2 separate regions of the Drosophila melanogaster genome follow, and region 1 is linked to region 2. The links are chromatin contacts, called in public Hi-C maps. All regions are on one chromosome and are shown on one strand. The core of a region is the stretch at or near the end of the contact, and the rest is flanking DNA. Distances in the headings are between cores, read along the strand shown.

Region 1 (3,688 bases), core at 1,017-3,516, 300 kb after region 2:
CTGGATGTTGCAATGCGAAACCTTCGAGAAATTTTACAAGAGTCGTTGAACTCTGCGGCTCGGTCGCTCGCTTAACTGTGGCCCAAAACCAGCAACAGCAGCAGAAGCAGCAGCAGCAGCAGCGACAGCGGCAACACCAAGAGCAGCAGCAGCAGCAGCAGCAACTGCAACAGCAACTGCAGCAGCAGCAATATTGCTGCAACGCTGCTCTCTCGGAGCAACTCTCCGGATTTGAGAGCTGGAAAACTAGTTTTTGGCGCCGAGGCATTGAAAAAAGCGAAAGTACATTTTTTATTTCGCCCGCTCCTCCCCGGGAAAAAAATATATGTAAAATACAGATGCAGATACATGGATGTGTGCATGCACAAAGCTCGGCTCGGCTACCGCCAGACGAACGCTCTTCGTGGCGAGAGGTAAATGAACCTTTTGAAGGTTCAGCTTGCGTAGTAGGCGACGCCAGCGTCTGGTGTAAAACAAGTTTGTTACGTTCGCCGTTGGCAGCCAACTACACTTTTGGCTCTTGCCTTGTTTTCTCAGCGTTTCGTTGCGTTTCGTTTCGTTTCTTTCTTCGATTCGCTGCTTTTGGCGCTCTTTTCTTCGCAATTTCACCGTTAACAACTTTTTGTGGCTGCCTTTTGTGAGGCAGGTGAAGGCAGGCAGGCAGGCAACGACTTTATGTAACCAAAGCCAAGAAAAAAGCAAGCAAAAGAAGCGCCAGCAGGCGGCCAAAACTCAAGTTGTCAAGCAGCTGCCGTTGCTGAAGCATTTCTTTCGCTGCTCTCTTTCTGCCGCTTTTATCCTCCCTTTTTTTTCGGCGATGGATGACACGCGTGAAATGATTTCACTTATGGATAGTAGGTAATTGTATAAGCAGTGTAGTAATTGGACCCAAAGAAATTACCAGAAAGTACTGGCTTGATTAAAAAACATACCAAATACATTAGGCTTTTAGATGATCCTCTATTTCGGCATACTTATTTAGCTTTAGCCAGTCTGCTCAACCTTTTCGATTGCCTCACAAAAACCTTCACCGCCTTAATAGTGCAGTCAAAGTACCCGACCCCACCACCTCAATGTAGAACCTCACCCACATCGTCATCATTAGCATTTTGTACTTGAAGCTGTGAGCTGTTTCCAGCGCCGCCCACTAACGCGCCCACTCTCATGAGCCGAGTCGAAGGCTCCTTGAACTGGTCCAAGTGTTTAACTCCTACCAAAGGCCCAACCCCTTGCCTTTCGGTCTCTGGTCTCTAGTATCTGGTCTCTGGTCTCTGGTCTCCTTGTCCGCCTTGTTCTCGTTGTTATTGTAAATTTTGTGTAGCCTCCAATATTATTTTAGTCAACAGCTTGCCATGAGTATCTGTGTGTAGCACTGGCACTTTAATGTATTTGTAATTGACCTGAATAAAGTTCAAAACACTCGCAGCGGCGAGGCAAGGCGAAATCTACATGCATGCTGTTGCCATTGCTGCTATGTGTGTGTGTGTGTGTGTAGCCTCAAAATAATAATGATTGCGACAACAACAGCAACAACGAGCGTGTCGTAGTTGCTCGCTTATATATATATGTATATATTTATGTGTGTCTATATGGAAAAAATGCTATGCCTTCGATAATTGACAATTGTTTGATTATTTTATGTGCCTTTGGGACGACGGACACACCAGCAACTAATTGCTGCTGCTGTGCATGTTGGTAGCTGGCTAGGTGCGGTTATCTATGTGCTTCACGCTTAGTTGCCAGGCAGCGATTTGATCGGGAGATATATGTACAAGAGATATAAAATACAGTAGCATAGCTAGTTAGTTATATTTGCTATTCGGCTAATCTCCAAGCATATTTCGATCGACCTCCACCCCTCTTTTTTTCGCGGGCTTTATCGCGATACTCGTTCGTGTCGCATATTTACTTTCAATTTGCCTAACCTCGCGCTAATTTAAGTTCATTTCAATTAAAAGCCAGCATGTGTGCATGTGCATGTGCCTCGGCTAGTAAGGAAAAGCACGGCGACCACAAATAAATACAATATATATGGAATATGCGCGTATGGCGAGAAAAATCCAACGATTTATTGTTTCCACTTTTTTTTCTTTTTTTTTTTTTGGCCAGCCCACGGCGAACTAATAAATTTCGAAGCAAATCCGCCAAATCAAATGCAAAATGAGCAGCGAAATTGAGCGACGACGACGAGTGTTGCACTATGTTGTGCACATTGTACGCTGTTTACTATCGGCGCTCACACAGATACGAGTCACTCACACAGACGCAACCACCTTCACTGCCGTGCGACTGCGCTGCTGCTGCGCTGCCAATGGTGACCCAGTTTCGCTGCACGTCAGCGGCGGTCAATGAACTGAGCTGAGTTGTTGGGACGTATTTTATTTGACTTTTTCGAGGGGGGGGGGGGAAGGGGGGCGCTTGTGTGCGCTAAATTTCGGTTTCGTTTTCATTTCTTGCGTTATTTTCGTGTCTTTGCAATACAAAAAAGAAAAACAGAAAACCACATCAACGCCAACAAAATGGCGCCTATTACTGGCGAAGAAATTATGAAAGCAGGCGAAATGTAACGAAATGAAAAAGAAAGTGTTTCGAAATGGCCACCAATTATATTCCAAGTTTTTTTTTTTTGGTTTGGTTTGGTTTTTTCCAAAAAGTGAAAGTATGCAACGTCTTCTTCGTGATTTTTAATAAACAAAAAATAAATTATTATTTCGTGGCGTTTTCTAGGTCAGTCGCTCTTGTTTTATAACTGTAAATTGTTCATCAGCGGCCCTCGATGTTTTTTTTGTGTTTTTTTGTTTTTTTAGTTTTGTGTTTTTGGTGTGTGCGTTTTATTTTAATTTTCCTTGAAAGATAAGGCAACCGGCAGCGCAGTCGCCGTCGCTTAAATAGCACACGGTCATTTTTATTATAAACAATTCGAAATTTGTTGGTTTGCCTTTTCTCTTTGTTTTTCTTTCATTTTTTCGATTTCATTTCATTTCATTTCATTGCTGTTGCCGAGTTCGAGTTTGCTGTTTATTTGGTTGACGGTCGAATTTTTGCTCGGTTCACATGACTTATTTTTGGCACCAGCTTTAGGTTGCTCTAGGCGCAGAACTAGTTCAAGGATTTGCTAAAAAATTATTGCGCTCAGCTCTAGGTTAGTGGCTAATTAACGATGGCATTTAAATGGTGACAGCATAGCCCATTAATGTTTGGTGGTGGTAAGCAAAAGCATAAAACTAGTAGTCAACATTAATGAGGGGATGATTTGGGAAAAATATGAAAATAATCAGGCGTTGTGGCTCCTTATAGACAATAAGCTTTGCTGATTAATACAATTTGACAAACATATACTAAGCACAATAATGATGTAAATAGCTTATTATTTTGTGTCTGCCTATTTTTTACATTCCCATTGCCTCACACGCGCGCTCCACATTCGAAAAATATCAAAATCTAATCCATCAATTACAACATCGAAGGCACCAACAAATACTACATATTTTACACAAAGGCCGCGTCTGCGTGCTGCCTACAAAACAGCGTATCCCCGTCTCCCTTTGCCGCTCTATCCCCATCTTTCTCCCTCACACACACACACACACACGCATGAACCACTTTCGTTTTCGTTTTCACTGCAAACAGCAAACATGGCCGCCCAGCGAGAAGTCAATGAACGTGGAAAAGAGAGTGCGAGAGAGTT
Region 2 (3,550 bases), core at 419-2,918:
CACTTATTCACGTTGAATACAAATTAATTATAATTTTGTTAATTTACGAACATAAAACTTTAAAAATAATGGTATTTAATGAAATATATCTTTGGCTTGTTAAGCACAATTAAAGGTCTCAAAATAAAATGTTATAATTTTATGGAATTATTATTATATTGGTCAGCATATTTCGAAACAAAAAGTAAGTTATTTTTTCTTTCCGTGCCAATTTTTGAGTGTGAATGGCCCATTTGTTCTCTCGTTGTTCCTTCTTCTCCCCACTTATCCTTCCATATCTCTCTCCCATTATCATTCTCCCCTCGACACGGGGAGACACTCCTGGGAAACCCTTATCAGCAGTTTTTTTTATAGCCACTCGCGTTCCTTGGAATTTTTGAATAATTTCGATGTTTGTTTATTTATCGCGCGGCGCAACCGCAACAGTTGAAAAGAAAACTAAGAGGGAGGGGGAAAGCGATTTGCAGAAACGTGTGTGAAGCAAAGAGGCGGCAAAAACAAAACGAACTGCAAAGAGGGGGCGGGCGAGGGCGTAACTTACATTCTCTCTCGTTCGCCGCTAACTCCGATTGGATCTCTTGCTCTCTCTGTCGCTCTTGTGCTATGCAAATTGGATTCTTGCTTGATTAAAATCTCATATAGAAGAATTAAGTTTTTGGCGCTTTTTATTTGTTGTTATTGTTATGACCTTTTGCGTTATTTTTTTGTGTTTTTTGCGTCGCTTAATAAAACCAGATTTGATTTTGAGTTGTTTGCGAGCCGAGAGTTGTTAAATCCAAAAATCGGTTTGCTGGGGGATTATTTTAACAACTGATTGTTTTTTTTGTGTTATTTCTACTCGCTCTTACACACACACACACAGCCGCACGCGCACGCACACTTCGAGAGGTTTATTGTTTTAACGCAAAACTGCGACGTTGTTTTTTTTTTATTTTGCGCTCTCAGCTGGTTGGCACTTTTTGCGCTATTTTTTTGGTTACCGCATGAAAAGTGAAAAACTTTCGTTGCGCCTTTGACCTCTTTTCACACAGACACACGCACACACACACTGCTAGGCGGACGAGTGTGCCTCTAATTGGGTGTCCAATTGGGATTACAGCACGCAGCAAAAGCGGCGGCGTCGGCCGATTCTATATTGCATTTCCTTGATTTCTATATATTCTTTGCCCCGATTTTTTGGCTTTTGTTTTTCGCACACCAATGGAAAAGCTCACCAACACACGGACACACGCGCGCACACACACTGACACGCGGGACTGTGGATTTTTGCGGGCAACGGGACTTCTACTGTTGTGCACACTCACTCCGCAGCAATCTCGTATTCTTATTTTCGTTTATTTCGCGTTTTTTATGCCCCTATTTTGCTCTGCTGCACTCTCTCACTCGCACAGAGAACAACTTATTATTGCTGCTGCTGCTGCCTTGCTTCTTCTTCTTCGCTCATCTTCGTCGCTGTGATGGCTCTTCACTTTTTCGCTTTGTTCTGTGGTTTTTCCGCTTTTCCTCGCACGCCGTTTTAATCGCGTGTTAGTCGTGCACTTGTACAGCAATTGCGCGTCGCCTTTTTCAACGTTTTTTCCACGTTTGTTTTGTTATTTTTCCACTTTTTCTCATATTTTCCTCTGCTTCTTCGATATCAGGAGGTGTATTGGTATGAACCTATCGGGGCCATCGTTCTCCGATACTAGGAAGATATCGGCTATCGAGTTTGAAATTGGCAGCCATGCAGTGTGGCCAGAATTTGGTTGAGACAAAATACATTGCTGAACAGCGAACAGGTGATGTGTGGGAATTTCCACCAGATATTTAAAGCCAGGGCTGTCATTTCTACTTTATTTAAATGCACGTATATGATATTCAAGTCATTTTTTAAGTGCATCATATTAAATAAAAAATACAGCTAAGAGCGTAACAACTAATCAAAGTTTACTTTTTACTGATGAAAGATAAAGTGGGCTAAACCAATATGATATGTAACATAAGTTAATTATCAATTGTCAGTATTAATCAGATTACTGCATTTGTATGTAAGGTATATATATTTACAGAATAAACAGAACGTTTGTTTTTTTAAAGGGAAATATATTTTTGAAAATATTATATCTTGGGTTTCGATGTTAATCGCCGTGCAATCGGTTCGAGTCCTCACTTTTAGTCGCTTGGTAAGGTGTCTTGTCATTTAGTCCAATATATGGTATGGTGTCTCCGCTAATTTAGATTCGCAACGGAATTTTAAAAATAAATATTGATTTGATATAATTAAATAGTAATTATATAATTTACATTTATTATATGTGTTGTATTCCATGGAAATAAATAACTTACATTAAAAAGGCATACACAAATTTTATTATTAATATGCTGTCTCAAACTCTCCGTTTTGTTGACTTTGACAAAGCAAATTGTGTGGTTGCATTAGTTATTCTGCAAGCGTAATTAATGTATATTAAATTCAAAAGTTCTTAATCCATCATATTAAATGAGCGGAGCAATCATATAAAATGAAATGCAATTTAATATGCCCATTAGAAGCTAAGATAAATCATCAAAAATGATTTGGATTTCGTTTTTGGGCGCTTAAATTGCATCAACCAACACATTCAAATGGGCTTTTGCGTTCGCGTGTGTGCGTGCGGGTGTCTGTTGTGTGTGTGTGTAAACGTCTGTTTCCCTTTCCGTTAACATTTTGTGTCTGGTTTCCGGCATTTTGTGTGCGCCATTTAAAATTGTTTTCCACGATACGAATCTGCCAAACGCTCTCTTTTTCTCTTTCGTTCCCGCGAATGGAGAAAATTTTTCTTCTCGCAGACACTTGAAGCAGGAATTGGTAGCAAATTGGCGGCCTCGGGGTTACGAAGACATTTAAGGGCCGACAAGGAAATGGAGAAATAAAAATGAGGGCCAAGAATAAGGCCGAGAAGTTGGAAGAAGTAGGAGGTACTAGGTAAATTGTGTGCAAGCGATAGAAATCTCTCAGAACATTTCCTGTTTTTTTTCTTTCATTCCTATTCAAAATATTTGCCCCTTTTTTGCCTTTTTCCTTGTTCCTTAAACTTCTCTGTTACCATTCGTTTCGTGCATTTATTCCAAATTCTTTCATAAATATTTGCGCCCTTTGTGCGCTTAATTCATTCATCAAACTGTCAAATGAATGTCAAAACTAATAGAGCGCCCACTAGCCCACTTCCTCCCATAAAAAACAGCCACGAAAAGGTGCTCAATTATTGAAATGAATTAGTGGGCGCCAGTGGGTGGGCTTAAGCCGATTTCTCCTCTGCCTTTACTAGGGCTTTTTGTCCAAACATTTTCCTACAGCACGTTTTATGGCATAAAGAGTGGGTAAGCTCTTCCAATGAGCTTGGACACTTAATTGAAGTTAATTTCGATTTAGGGGTTCTCAGGAACAATTCGAAGCATTGGATTCGAGGAAATAATATATTGGTAGTCATATTTTATTTAATTAAAGTGTATACGATATAGATATGAAATGAAATATAATATGAGGAAACCATCATAATAGGTAGCTTAAATTCAAATTTTAGTATGCCAG

The links. A called contact is a pair of places that touch in the nucleus more often than the background predicts.
Region 1: a Hi-C map of the Kc167 cell line shows a contact between it and region 2, with 1.9 times the contacts expected there. A contact is called at or near these places in 5 of 107 Hi-C or Micro-C datasets (the Clone 8 cell line, the D17-c3 cell line, the Kc167 cell line and 1 more).

The regions. Positions count from the first base shown.
Region 1 is chr3L:17,965,040-17,968,727 of dm6, forward strand. All of the region lies in intron 5 of Eip75B (Ecdysone-induced protein 75B), which reads right to left. Among named protein-coding and RNA genes, the nearest start is that of lncRNA:CR45921, 15 kb to the right of the region's middle.
Region 2 is chr3L:17,667,566-17,671,115 of dm6, forward strand. It overlaps Crtc (CREB-regulated transcription coactivator), which reads right to left and starts at 1,669. Exons shown (of 2, transcript NM_001300172.1): 1 at 542-1,669. It also overlaps sncRNA:641.